Regions from separate parts of the Pan troglodytes genome. Here region 2 is linked to region 1. The links are chromatin contacts, called in public Hi-C maps. All regions are on one chromosome and are shown on one strand. The core of a region is the stretch at or near the end of the contact, and the rest is flanking DNA. Distances in the headings are between cores, read along the strand shown.

What was found. A called contact is a pair of places that touch in the nucleus more often than the background predicts.
Region 2: a Hi-C map of stem cell-derived neural progenitor cells shows a contact between it and region 1, with 5 times the contacts expected there. The contact joins the enhancer-like site here to the promoter of KIAA0319L in region 1. A contact is called at or near these places in 1 of 7 Hi-C or Micro-C datasets (stem cell-derived neural progenitor cells) and 1 of 1 datasets of contacts at active chromatin or transcription factors (stem cell-derived excitatory neurons).

The regions. Positions count from the first base shown.
Region 1 is chr1:195,426,768-195,433,863 of NHGRI_mPanTro3-v2.0_pri, reverse strand. KIAA0319L (KIAA0319 like) reads right to left here and starts at 2,180. Exons shown (of 21, transcript XM_024357827.3): 1 at 2,055-2,180. NCDN (neurochondrin) reads left to right here and starts at 2,182. Exons shown (of 8, transcript XM_063782953.1): 1 at 2,182-2,388; 2 at 2,661-3,190; 3 at 3,613-3,753; 4 at 4,832-5,800; 5 at 6,898-7,096. The coding sequence starts at 3,631.
Region 2 is chr1:195,776,131-195,782,796 of NHGRI_mPanTro3-v2.0_pri, reverse strand. No RefSeq gene overlaps it. Among named protein-coding and RNA genes, the nearest start is that of SFPQ, 16 kb to the left of the region's middle. Within about 2 kb of position 4,681, at least 14 of the 24 cell types and tissues checked have an H3K27ac peak or open chromatin away from gene starts, as enhancers often do. A contact at or near this core is called in stem cell-derived excitatory neurons and stem cell-derived neural progenitor cells, where this site is marked.

The DNA of each region.
Region 1 (7,096 bases), core at 931-3,430:
TTTTGCAGAACCACATGCATCTGAAGGACTTCATTGTTCTCATTCACTTCCATCCATTCCTATTTCTAGTTGTTTTGTAGTTGTATTTCAGGGAGCAGGGGGCAGAAAGGAGGTGTGTGGGCCAGAGACATGTTCAAGAGATTATGAAATGGAGCCTAAGTTAGAAAGTACATCCAGCAATTTCTCTAGCCTCCCAAGAGGGAACGAGTGAGTATGCATGTGTGCGTGTATGTGTGTGTATGAATCTTACCCAACACATTTCTGCCTACCACAAAAGGATTTAAAACTCAAGGTGACTCAACAGCTGTCATCAATAGCCTGACAGGTGGGTGGGAGAAGCAGAAAAGAAATGAATAGCTTTTGAAAAATGGAGTAATAAACACCACTGGACTAACAAGCTGATTAGAAGTGCCATGTCTAATAAATCCTGCGTCTAAGAGAAAGGCAGAGTTAATTTCATTTGAACTCCTAACCAGTCATTCCTCTGAAACCTATAATTGCCTAAGGGCACAAATCACTGCTAGGGTCCAGTTAAAGGCTTGCTGACCAAACGCAAGAACAACAACACATCACCAAGATCCGAATAGTTTGTTACTGAATCAAAGGGTAACAACCCAGGGAGAGAACACACACCCCCACAATACTTGACAAATGAAAATCTAGAAAAGCTCACAATAGTTCTGGCATTTAGGGCGTTACAAGTACACCCAAAATAAAAGCACTCTCTGTTGCAGCAGCTGTTCAGACAGAGCAGGGGGTAATGTTTACTTAATACTTCAGGTTGATGGGGGATGTATCACAGTTCAGTCTGTCAACTACATACGTGGAACTCCATTTATGTACACAGCGATAAGATATGTTTGAACAACGATGGAGCACGTCTGAAACAGCCTATTCAGTTGGTATGAGTAATCGAGAATAAAGCTCTTTTTAAAAAAGTCTCAGATATTTGGGAAAGTTACAGAACAGACTGCCATGAATAGCTTTGCTTATATTTGCAGACACTGTTTTCCAAATAGCTGGAAAAATGAACAGATTGTTCTGGGAGGTCGTCTTTCCAATTTGTTCCTAGTTTTCAGTCTGTTAATCACAGGAGAGAGCACAAGGAGAGTCAGCTAATGCTCTTCACTAACTGCAACTACTGTCAGTTGGACACAACCACTATGAGACCAGAAGCCAAAGAGTTCCTGGAATCCCGCCAGAGATTATCAATTTTGACTTCCTTCATTTCACCTTTGTGCTCACTGCAGCCACTACAGGACCCTCTGTGAGGCATAATTTTCAAAATCCTAGATGAGGCAGGTTTCACATTATAATGGACACATCGTGCTCAACCCCATCCCCTCTTCATTCTGCACCAACTTTCTATCTCGGTGGAGAGACCAAACATCAGAGACAGCAACTAAAGACTAGGCTGCAGAGGTCGAAGGTGGAAGAAGGACGGCAGCGCCCCGAACCCCGGCTGTCTGCCTGGCTCTCAGGGGATGGAGGGAGCTGCATGACTAGGCCCAGGCCCGAGAGAAGCGGGGTTCAGCCTGGGACCCAAGCTGCACACCTGCAAGGACAGAAGCAGCTGGCTGCCCTGGCCGAGCCAGGGGCGCCACCTCAGGACCCAACATCCGGCCAGCGCACCCGCTGACATCGCCCGTCCCGCTTGCCCCTCCCCTGAGCTCATGGTCCTCGGCCTGGCAGCCAGCCGCCCCCGGCCACCTACCGGGGCTCAGGGCCACATAGCGGGGCCCCGGCTCTCGGCGGCCTCCGCCTCCTCCTGGTCCATGGGCTCGGGGACCCCCAACCTTCGCTCCCCTCACCCGGAGGAGGAGGAAGAGGAAAAAGGTAGTGCGGGCTCCCCACCCGGACAGCTACCTCTCGCCTCAGCCTCCCTGGACAGCGACGGCGGCCGGAAACACCGCCTCCTCCCACCTCCCCGGAACCGACCCGGAAACACACTCTCCGTGCTAACCAAGCCCTCCCGCCCCTCCCCCGGGAAGGGCAATGCCGGCCGCGAGACCAAGGGGGAGGAGGGGCAGTGCTGGGCGGGTAAAACTACGCACAAGCGAAGGAATCTGGGCCCCCAGCCTCTCGCCGCCCGCTCTCCAGAGGCAGTCTGCACCTTGCCTCCTTCGCTCGAGCCCCAGGCCCCAGACTCGGGCAATACCCACAAGCAAGATGGCGGCAACGGTGGCACCCCCTACTGCTTAGCACCCTGACTTGCCATTGGCCAGAGCCCGGAGTGAAGCAGCCGCGGATTGGTCAAGAGCGGTGCGGGGGTGGGGGTGGAGCTGCAGCAGCCTGGAGCCAGGAGTGGGCAACGCGGCGTGAGCAGCGGCCCGAGGCTCCCGGAGCATCGCGCTGGGAGAAGACTTCGCCGCTCGGGGCAGCAGCCTGGTGAGCTCAGCCCCCTTCGGGCCCTCCCCTGCATCCCAGCCGGGGCCTCTCCGAGCCGGCGCTGATCGATGCCGACACACCCCGGGGACCCTATCGCGACTCCATCGCGCCATATCGCGACACCATCGTGCCCTGTCGAGACTCCATTTTGTCACAGCCCTTTTCAATATATATCTTTTTTTTTTTTAATTTGCCCTGTCATCTTTGGGGGCTGTCTCCCATGTCGTGATTTTGACGTGATCTCTCCGTGATATCACCGCGCCATCGTGAAGTGTGATCTCATCGCCGCCCTGTCGTGACTTCATCAATGTCGTGTTGTGACCTGGCTGCGGCGGGACAGGTGGTGACCGCCAGGAACCCTCCTCCCCTTCTCATCTCCCCATCTCAGCAGCCCCGCTTCGATTATCCGGCTTTTGGATTCTCCGTTGTCCTGGGAACTATCCGGGACCCCCTCTTGCTTCTCCAGCCCCTGCCGGCATCCACAGGCTGGTAGCGGGACGGGGAGGGCGAGAAGAGGGAGCGCAAGGGGTTAATTCTGCTGCTGCCGCCGCTGCTGCTGCTGCTGCTGCAGCCTCTACCCGAGGGAGGGAAAGGAGAGGAGGCAAGGAGCCTGCGGGGGCGACTGAGAGCCCTGGCTGGAGGGGTGGGGTCCCCAAAGGGGCCTCCAAGCCTTCCCTGTTGAGCATCTTGTATTCTCACTTCTGAAGCGTATCTCTGCCTCTGAAGAAGGGAGGGGAAAGGAAGCCTGGGGTGTCCTTTTCTCCCATGTCAGCCTGAGTCCGGATAATCGAACTTCACCCATGTATGTCTCCATTTCTCCCTGTCTGTCCTCACCACTCACTCCCTCTGTGTCCCTGTGGAGGGAGATAAAACCCAGCCTCTGGTGCCAGGGGGACAGCTGAGCAGTGGGGCCAGCCCCCGCCCACCCCCAGGAGACTGGTGAGGAGAGCTGTCCGGCTGAGCAGCAGCATGCATGGTCCTTCTTTCCCGCTTTCTGGAGGTGACCTTGGACCAGGGTCCCTTCTTTATCCCTAAGGATTTGCAGATCCAGCTCCTTAAAGGGGCTTCCCGGGGGGAGGTCAGTCCTGAGGAGTCCACCCCTCCAGATTCTCTCCTCCCCTCCCTCTGTGCTAATCCCTCCCTCCCTCCATCTTCCACTCTCACCCCCACCCCACCCCCGTCCCTCCTCTGCAGAGGGATGCTCAGTCCCTCTTGTGTTCACAGTTGGGCAAGGCGAGCATCATGGCCTCGGATTGCGAGCCAGCTCTGAACCAGGCAGAGGGCCGAAACCCCACCCTGGAGCGCTACCTGGGAGCCCTCCGTGAGGCCAAGAATGACAGCGAGCAGTTTGCAGCCCTGCTGCTAGTAAGGAACTGGCTGAAAATTGGGAGGTGGGAAGAGCTGGGTGGTTGGGCCCCCAAGGAATGGGGTCAGTGAGTCCCCAAGGATATGTACGTAGTGCTAGCAACCCTGGAGGCACCAACGAAGGCCCAAGACCCCTACCTTTGTGCTCTTTTTTGCTCCCCCTGAGAATGGGGGCAAAGAGGAGAATGGGACTGAATAAGGCTGTGGCACTAGGGGCTGCCTGGGTCTGTTTTCTGGGGTGTCCCAGAGCAGATGGAAGCTGACTCATAGGGTAACAGCAGCAGGTAGTAACTAGTGCAGAGTACTTGAGGGCTGGGGATGGTTGTTCTGGGCCTGGAGAGAGTAGCAGGGCTGGAAGTGGCTGGGGAGGGGTCCTAGGGGAAGGCCAGGACGGCAGTAGGTAGGTTAAGGAATGGGAGCTAGTTTGGGGCTTAGCCTTTTTGGAGGAACCCAAGCTGGGGACAGCAGAGCAGAAGCTGCAGTGCTAGGAAGGGGGGGTTGTGTGTGGGGGGTGAAGGGAGGAGGGAGTACAGCCGCTGCTTGTTTGCCATGGCAACAAGGAGAAGGCTCTGGAGTCAAGGGCTCACACTGCAGCAGAGGAGGTGTTTAGGTGAAATGTAAGGGGAAATGTTTTGACAGGCGGAGCGGCGAGACACAGGAGCCATTTCCCCTGAGAAGGTGGCAGAAATGGATCAGGGGCTTCTCTGGAGGGAGCAATTAAGGAAGGACTTTAAATCCTTGGGAGATCTTAAAACATTGAGTTCTAAGCCCCTTCCATCCCAGGTTGTGGGCATTTAGACATCAGGAAGAACTTCTCAACTGGCCAGGTGTTGAAATGCTCAAATGAATGGTTGAGGAAGACTAGACCTCACTTCCATGGGACAGTCACAGATGAGAGGGATCCCAGAGGTCACATTTATCTGCCTCTAAGGAGAAAAAAGGAGCTGGATGAAATGACCTCAGATGAGTCCTGTTGCATAACCTCATCTTGCTAGTCCTCAGTGCCCCGGGATGCAGGAGAGGGACAGTCTTTCCCACTTCTTCCTTTCATCCTGATGATAGCACATACCCCCTATAGGTGACCAAGGCAGTCAAAGCAGGTGACATAGATGCCAAAACTCGGCGGCGGATCTTCGATGCTGTCGGCTTCACCTTCCCCAATCGTCTCCTGACCACCAAGGAGGCGCCGGATGGCTGCCCTGACCATGTTCTGCGGGCTTTGGGTGTGGCCCTGCTGGCCTGCTTCTGCAGTGACCCTGAACTGGCCGCCCATCCCCAAGTCCTGAACAAGATTCCCATTCTTAGCACCTTCCTCACAGCCCGGGGGGACCCGGACGATGCTGCCCGCCGCTCCATGATTGATGACACCTACCAGTGCCTGACGGCTGTAGCAGGCACACCCAGAGGGCCTCGGCACCTCATTGCTGGTGGCACCGTGTCTGCCCTATGCCAGGCATACCTGGGGCACGGCTATGGCTTTGACCAGGCCCTGGCACTCCTGGTGGGGCTGCTGGCTGCTGCCGAGACACAGTGCTGGAAGGAGGCGGAGCCCGACCTGCTGGCCGTGTTGCGGGGCCTCAGTGAGGATTTCCAGAAAGCTGAGGATGCCAGCAAGTTTGAGCTCTGCCAGCTGCTGCCCCTCTTTTTGCCCCCGACAACCGTGCCCCCTGAATGCTACCGGGATCTGCAGGCCGGGCTGGCACGCATCCTGGGAAGCAAGCTGAGCTCCTGGCAGCGCAACCCTGCACTGAAGCTGGCAGCCCGCCTGGCACACGCCTGCGGCTCCGACTGGATCCCGGCGGGCAGCTCCGGGAGCAAGTTCCTGGCCCTGCTGGTGAATCTGGCGTGCGTGGAAGTGCGGCTGGCACTGGAGGAGACGGGCACGGAGGTGAAAGAGGATGTGGTGACCGCCTGCTATGCCCTCATGGAGTTGGGGATCCAGGAATGCACTCGCTGTGAGCAGTCACTGCTTAAGGAGCCACAGAAGGTGCAGCTCGTGAGCGTCATGAAGGAGGCCATAGGGGCTGTTATCCACTACCTGCTGCAGGTGAGGGTGCAGTGACCCACAGAGGGGGCCCAGTATGGGGGGAGCCAGTGCTGGAGCTGGGAGGCAAGCGGGAGGAGAATAATGGGGAGACAGCGAAGCTGCATGTCCACACAAGCTGATACTGTAGCCAGCACTCCAGGGAGTAGCGTGCGGCCCAACCTCCCTCTCTCTCCCTCCCTCCACACAAGCACCATACCACACACCATATGTGCACTCACATCACAGTACACACACACGCACACACACACAACACAGTAACCTCCCACTCAAACGCTCCCCCCAATACACACACACTACACGCCACACACCTCTCCCCAACACATGCACACAAGATTGAAGCAGTCTGTTCTGCTCACTCCATAGCATTGTTTTATACACGCACACACCCGAACTTCTAATGGTGCAGGGAAGAGAAGCAGGGCTGCCTGGTTCCTGGCCTCTGTAGAGGTCTGGCTAGATCAATTCTCCTGCCTCCCCTACATCCCCTCCTGCCTCCCCGCCTGAGAGGCCAGCTGTCCTGTCCCACAGGGATTCAGTCATGACTCTGGTCTCTTTAATGGCCTGCTCCAGCCACCGAGCTCACCAGCCATATATTCCATGCACCACGCTAAGCTCATGTCTTTTTTCTGACTTAGCCCAAAAGAGAGCATCCCCTCACTCCCACCATTGGGAGCAGTTACACAGTAGCCAGGAACCTGCCCTCCCACCCCAGGTCAGAGCTGCTGTAAAAGGTGTTTAACTTAGCTTTTGACCTATGAATTTCCTTCTAGCCTTGAGACACTCCAGAGGTAGGGAGTTAGGGAGATGTGACTGGAGCCTCAGCGAGTACGGGGGCATGTCACTCAATTCACTCAGGCCCAGTTCACTCAGCAGACTTGTGTGGAGGGCCTGGCTCACTCTGTGCCAGTCCCTTGTGTGCGTCCCTACCACATGCTAGGTGCTGGGTTCATGGGACAGAATAAAGGTTTGGGCCTGCTTTTGAAAGGCTCACAGGCCAGAATTTCCTTCTAGTTGTATTATTTCTAGCTGGCTGGCCTCTGGCAAGGCAGGGAGGGTCCCTGGTCCTGCTCCATCTCAAGGGGGTCCTGTGGCAACAGGTGGGGTCAGAGAAGCAGAAGGAGCCCTTTGTGTTTGCCTCGGTGCGGATCCTGGGTGCCTGGCTGGCCGAGGAGACCTCATCCTTGCGTAAGGAGGTGTGCCAGCTGCTGCCCTTCCTCGTCCGCTATGCCAAGACCCTCTACGAGGAGGCCGAGGAGGCCAATGACCTTTCCCAGCAGGTGGCCAACCTGGCCATCT
Region 2 (6,666 bases), core at 3,432-5,931, 350 kb before region 1:
TTCTTCTCTTCTCTCCTTCTCTGCCATGCTACTCTGCTCCTTTGCCAGTGGAGTTTGGGGTTTGTATGCATACAGGATGGTGGGCATGGCAAGCCAGGGTGGTTTTGGAAAAAGCAACGTTTGGGTGGGAAAAGAGAGATGTAAAGCTCTTATTTAGGGCTGCAGCCCCAGGCTTGTGGGTGGGGCTTTTGCGGGGAACCACCCTCTTCTACCCAGTATTTCCCTGCCTCTGGTCCATATCAACATGACCCCAAGAGGTCGAGGCTGCAGTGAGCCAAGATCACACCACTGCACTCCAGCCTGGGTAACACAGTGAGACCCTGTCTCAAAATACACACACACACACACACACACACACATACACACATATATATATACATACACACAAATATATATATATAGATGTTTTTGCTACATGATTTATTGAAATTAAACGTATCACTAATTAAATGGGCAAGTGTAAAAAATTACAGTTTATGAGTGTTATTAAAGATTTATAAATACAGGCCAGGCACAGTGGCTTGCGTCTGTAATCCTAGCACTTTGGAAGGCTGAGGTGGGCAGATTAACTGAGGTCAGGAGTTCAAGACCATTCTGGCCAACATGGTGAAACCCCGTCTCTACTAAAAATACAAGAGTTAGCCAGGCGCGGTGTTGCATGCCTGTAATCCCAGCGACTTGGGAGGCTGAGGCAAAAGAACTGCTTGATCCCGGGAGGTGGAAGTTGCAGTGAGCTGAGATGGCACCACTGCACTCCAGCCTGGGTGATAAAGCAAAACTCTAGTTCAAAAAAAAAAAAAAGGCCAGGTGCCGTGGCTCATGCCTGTAATACCAGCACTTTGGGAAGCCAAGGTGGGCGGATCATGAGGTCAGGAGATCGAGACCATCCTGGCTAACATGGTGAAACCCCGTCTCTACTAAAAACACACAAAAAATTAGCCAGGTGTGGTGGCGGGCACCTGTAGTTCCAGCTACTTGGGAGGCTGAAGCAGGAGAATGGCATGAACCAGGGAGGCGGAGCTTGCAGTGAGCCAAGATCACGCCACTGCACTCCAGCTTGGGCGACAGAGCAAGACTCTGTCTCAAAAAAAAAATAACTAATAAAAAAAGAAGTATTTTTGTTTTTGTTTTTGTTTTTTTGAGACGGAGTCTCGCTCTGTTGCCAAGCTGGAGTGCAGTGGCCCCATCTCAGCTCACTGCAATCTCTGCCTCCTGGGTTCAAGCAATTCTCCTGCCTCAGCCTCCTGAGTAGCTGGGACTACAGGCACACACCACCACATTTGGCTAATTTTTTTTTTTTTTTTTGCATTTTAGTAGATACAGGGTTTCACCATGTTGCCCAGGCTGGTCTCGAGCTCCTGAGCTCGGGCAATCTGACCGCCTCGGCCTCCCAAAGTGCTAGGATAACAGGCATGAACCACCACGTCTGGCAAAGAAAAGAAAAAAGCTTTATAAATACAACTGTATAATGTTGCCTTTAACTATATACTAATCTAAAATAAATTATTTTGGTTGGGTGTGGTGGCTCATGCTTGTAAATAAAATAAAATAAGAAAATAAAATAAAATAAGAAAATAAAATAAACTTTTGGCCGGGTGTGGTGCCTCACGCCTGTAGTCCCAGCTATTCGGAAGGCTGAGGCAGGAGAATTGCTTGAACCCGGGAGGCAGAGGTTGCAGTGAGCCAAGATCATGCCACTGCACTCCAGCCTGGGCAACAGAGTGAGACTCTGTGCCAAATAAATAAATAAGATAAAATAAAATAAAATAAACTTGTAATTAGCTGGGCATGGTGGCAGGCGCCTGTAATCCCAGCACTTTGGGAGCCCGAGGCAGGTGGATCACCTGATGTCAGGAGTTCAAGACCATCCTGGCCAACATGGTGAAACCCCGTCTCTATAAAAATACACAAATTAGCCGGGCATGATGGTGAGTGCCTGTAATCCCAGCTACTCAGGAGGCTGAGGTGGGAGAATCGCTTGAACCCAGGAGGCGGAGGTTGCAATGAGCTGAGATCATGCCACTGCACTCCTGCCTGGGTGACAGAGCAAGACTCCATCTCAAAAAAAAAAAAAAAAAAAAAAAAAAAAAAAAAATATATATATATATATATATATATATATACACACACAATACATATATATATCACTTATGCCATGCTTCCGTTGGGTTCTTCTCTGCTTAAGCAGGTGAGACTATATAAAACATAAAAATACACATATTATATATAAAAATATATGTATTATATATGTATAATATATATGTATATATGTATAATATATAATATATAATAATACATGTTATATAGATAGATAGATAGACAGATATAATCTCACCTGCTTAAGCAGAGAAGAACACAATGGAAGCATGGCATGAGTGATATTTCCTGAGAAGACAAGGAAACAATCTGGAAGGTCAGGGCCAAGCAGGCAAAATCACCTAGTCTGGTTGGTTTTTGGCAGGCATTCTGTGCACTGCAGGGGAGTGTTTGGGGCAAGCAGGATTAGCTTTCAATATTCTTCAGACCACAAAGGGGATAAGACACTGTGGTGGAAGCCAGGTTGGACACTGGCACTGCAGTAAATGCAGTAAAAGAGCCTCGTCTCACCTGCTTCCCCCCAGACAGGCCCAGACTGAGGCCTTAGCTCCAGGCTTACTGCCACTCTTCAAGGCTCTCATTATTATTGAATAACCTACCTTGGGCTCCATGAGCACCTTACTAACACAGGGGGCATGCCTATAAATCCCTTTGCCATCCTTCATTGCCCTATTCAGGATCAAGGTTGTGAGGATTAAGTGAAATAATGCATATTTAGTAAAATGCCCGCCAAGAAATGTCAGCTATTTTTTCTTCAGCACCTCCATGCTCATGTGACCAGGAATGCAGTGGGCATGGATTGATTAAAGGCCGCCTTCCTGGGACTTCCTTGGGCAGAGTCCATCATTTCTCCTTTGGGCTCCTAAATCTCCTGTTCTTTGTTTGTCACTATACTTACCACTCTACATTCTGTTTCAATTGTCTGCTTACTTGTGTGTTTCCTCCACATGGTTGTGAGTTCTTTGAAGGCAGAGATCACGTTTATCTTTTTTTTTTTTTTTTTGAGATGGAGTCTCGCTCTGTTGCCCAGGCTGGAGTGCAGTGGCACCATCTTGGCTCACTGCAACCTCTGCCTCTCGGGTTCAAGCGATTTCCTGCTTCAGCCTCCCGAGTAGCTGGGATTACAGATGCCTGCTACTGCACCTGGCTAATTTTTGTATTTTTAGTAGAGATGAGGTTTCACCATGTTGGTCAGGCTGGTCTCGAACTACTGACCTCAAGAGATCCACCCATCTCAGCCTCCCAAAGTGCTGGGATTACAGGCGTGAGCCACCATGCTCAGCCCGGGATCATGTTTTTCATCTGTGAATTCATATCTTAGGTGCTTGATGAATGTTTCATGACTGTTAAATAAAGTGAAGTATGTTGAAAAAAGTGTGCATTTTAGAGTCTTTTTTATTTTCTTTTCTGGCGACTTTTTTTTTTTTTTTTTTTTTGAGACGGAGTCTCACTCTGTGGCCCAGGCTGGAGTGCAATGGTGCAATCTTGGCTCGCTGCAATCTCAGCCTCCTGAGTAGCTGGGACTACAGGTGCATGCCACCATGTCCAGCTAAGTTTTGTATTTTTTGTAGAGACAGGGTTTCACCATGTTGCCTAGGCTGATCTCAAACTCCTGAGCTCAAGCGATCCACCAGCCTCAGCCTCCCAAAGTGCTGGGATGACAGGTGTGACCCACCACACCTGGCTGCATTTTAGAATCTTTATAGGCCTGGATTTGAATCCCAGCCTCATCAATATAGCTGTGTAACTGTAGTAAGTTGCTTCTCTCAGAGTTTCGTCACCTAAAAACGGGGGCAATCATGACTCCCTTGTGGCATTGTTGTGAGGATTAACAAGGACAGAATAAGAAAACATGTATCCCCAGGACCTGGCCAATTTTAGGTGCTCAGTAAATGTGTTCCTTTCTAATAAGCAAAAGAGATGGAAACACAAATCTGGAGCCTGAGTTTCCTTCACTTGTAAAATTCTCATGGAGTCAGAATACATGAGGTCAATGTAAAGTACTCTGATGTCTTTGGCTAAGCAATGGTGCATTAGTTGAAGGAAAAGTCGTGTGTTTTATTCCTGTGCTTAATGAAGCCCTCTCTGATAGTCTGACCTCACGGATGTAAATACATTCTCCTTGGAGTTCATTCAAGGAATGCCACTCACAGGAGGGAGGGCCCAGGGAGGGAGTCATCAGGGAGGCCTGGGGCCAATCCCCCACCCCAGGCAGCTGCATTTTTTCCCAGTCCTCTATGTGGACACCAATAGACCCTGCTAAGTGCATCCTCCTCCTCCCCCCGGAGCTTCTTATGAGCCACCCCAACAAGACCAAGCCTGGAAACAGGACTCAGGATTCACCAGGCCTGGCGGATGGCTGACAGCAAGGACTGAGTCTGACAGAGGAGACTGTCTTTTAAACAGACACACATCTGAGGCAGAGAGTGAAAGATGATGAGAAGGAGAAAGAAACCAGAAGGGTAAGTGGAGAGATTTTCCTACGAACGCCGATGTAAGCCAGATTCTTTGGTTGCCAGTACCTCCTCCGCAGTCCGGCATCGCCCACCTTGCAGCCCTCCCCCACTGCCTTTGTACAGCGTGCTGAATTTAGACCGCGAGCCACGTGCCTGCTGCCTCTTCAGAGCCCTCCTGGGAGTGAGGATCTGATGCTTCTGCAGCAGCCCGGTAATCCACTGCACAAAGTTAAACAGCCTGCGTCCTCTCTTCTCTGCAGCTGGCCTCCATTATCTGGAGTTAATGGCCAAAACTATGAACAGCATATTCATAACACTGGATTAAATCCCGCAGCAACCCCTTTGGGCCATCATTTCAGCACCCGTCCACCACCGGCCACTGCCTTCTTTCCAAATGCCTTCCCACTGTTGCCTACTCCGGGGAGAATGGCCTCTTTTACTCCCTCTGTCTCCCCCGAGTTAACAAGTTTTTTTCAGAAAATTACCTCAGCCTCACAAGTCTGAAATCCTTGATTCTGAAAAAAGCTCAAAACCCTTATTTCTAAAACTTTAGCACCTCCCACCTCTTTTCTTGGGATCTCTTATCCAACTCTGTAAGAAAATTCCCCTATGCTATTTTCTCATGCTCTCAGCATTCTCAAGGAATTGCCTACCTCCAGATGTCTGAAACCAGTTTCTTGGTCATGAAAGAAAAAATAAATAAATAACAAAAAACATTTCAGGCAATAGAAACAAATTTACTCTTGAGAGGCAATGTAGTGTAGCTATTAAGAAGGACAGAGACTCTAAGGCCAGGCAAGATGGCACATGTCTGTAATCCCAGTGCTTTGGGAGGCTGAGGCTAGGGGATTGCTTGAGCCCAAGAGTTCAAGATCAGCCTGGGAAACATAGCAAGATCCTGTCTCTACAAAAATTTTAAAGATTAGCCGAGCATGGTGGTGCACACATGTAGTCCTAGCTACTCTTGAGAGGCTGAGTTGGGAGGATCACTTGAGCCCAGGAGGTCAAGGCTGCAGTGAGCTATGATCACATCATCACTGCATTCCAGCATGGCAACAGAGTGAAATGCTGTCTCAAAAAAAAAAAAAAGTGGTGCGTAGACTCTAGATTGTCTAGGTGTTGAATCCTGGGTCTGCCGCTTACTAACTAGTTGTAAATGTTTTGTTAAGTCTCCCTTTTTGTTGTTGTTCTCTCTCTCTCTCTCTCTCTCTCTCTGTGTGTGTGTGTGTGTGTGTGTGTGTGTGTGTGTGTTTCTTTTGTGTTTTTTAGAGACAAGGTCTTTCACTCTGTCACCCAGGCTGGAGTGCAGTGGTGCGATTATAGCTCACTGTAGTCTCAAACTCCTGGGTTCAAGGGATCATCCTTACTCAGCTTTCCAAGTAGTTAGGACTACAGGTATGCATCACCACACCCGGCTAATTTCAAAATGTTTTGTAGAGATGAGGCCTTGTTATGGCTGGTCTCAAACTCCTGGCCTCAAGCAATCCTCCCACCTCAAGCAATCCTCCCCGCTCAGCCTCCCAAAGTGCTGGGATTGCAGGCCTGAGCCACCATACCCAGCCTGGCTTTGTTAAATCTCTTAACCTCTCAGGGCTTCAGTTTCTTCAATATGAAATGCAAGAATACTGATAATATTTACCTTTATCATCAGGAAGATTAGATGACTGTTTAAAGCACATAGAACAGCAGATAGCACATAAAACATACTGGAAAAATGCATGCTATTGTTTTACTGGAATGTAGATTTGAACACCAGTAAATAGATGGCAACTGGAACTTACATCCCAGATCATTCTGAGAAGCCATCATTCCCAGTCTATTTTATTTATTGAGACAGAGTTTCACTCTGTCGCCCACCCCAGTACATTCTGAGAAGCCATCATTCCCGGTCTATTTTATTTATTGAGACTGAGTTTCGCTCCGTTGCCCAGGCTGGAGTGAAGTGGCATGATCTCAGCTCACTGCCACCTCCGCCCCCAGGGTTCAAGCAATTCTCCTGCCTTAGCCTCCCAAGTAGCTGGGATTACAGGTGTGTGCCACCACGCCTAGCCAATTTTTGTAATTTTAGTAGAGATAGGGTTTTGCCATGTTGGCCAGGCTGGTCTCAAACTCC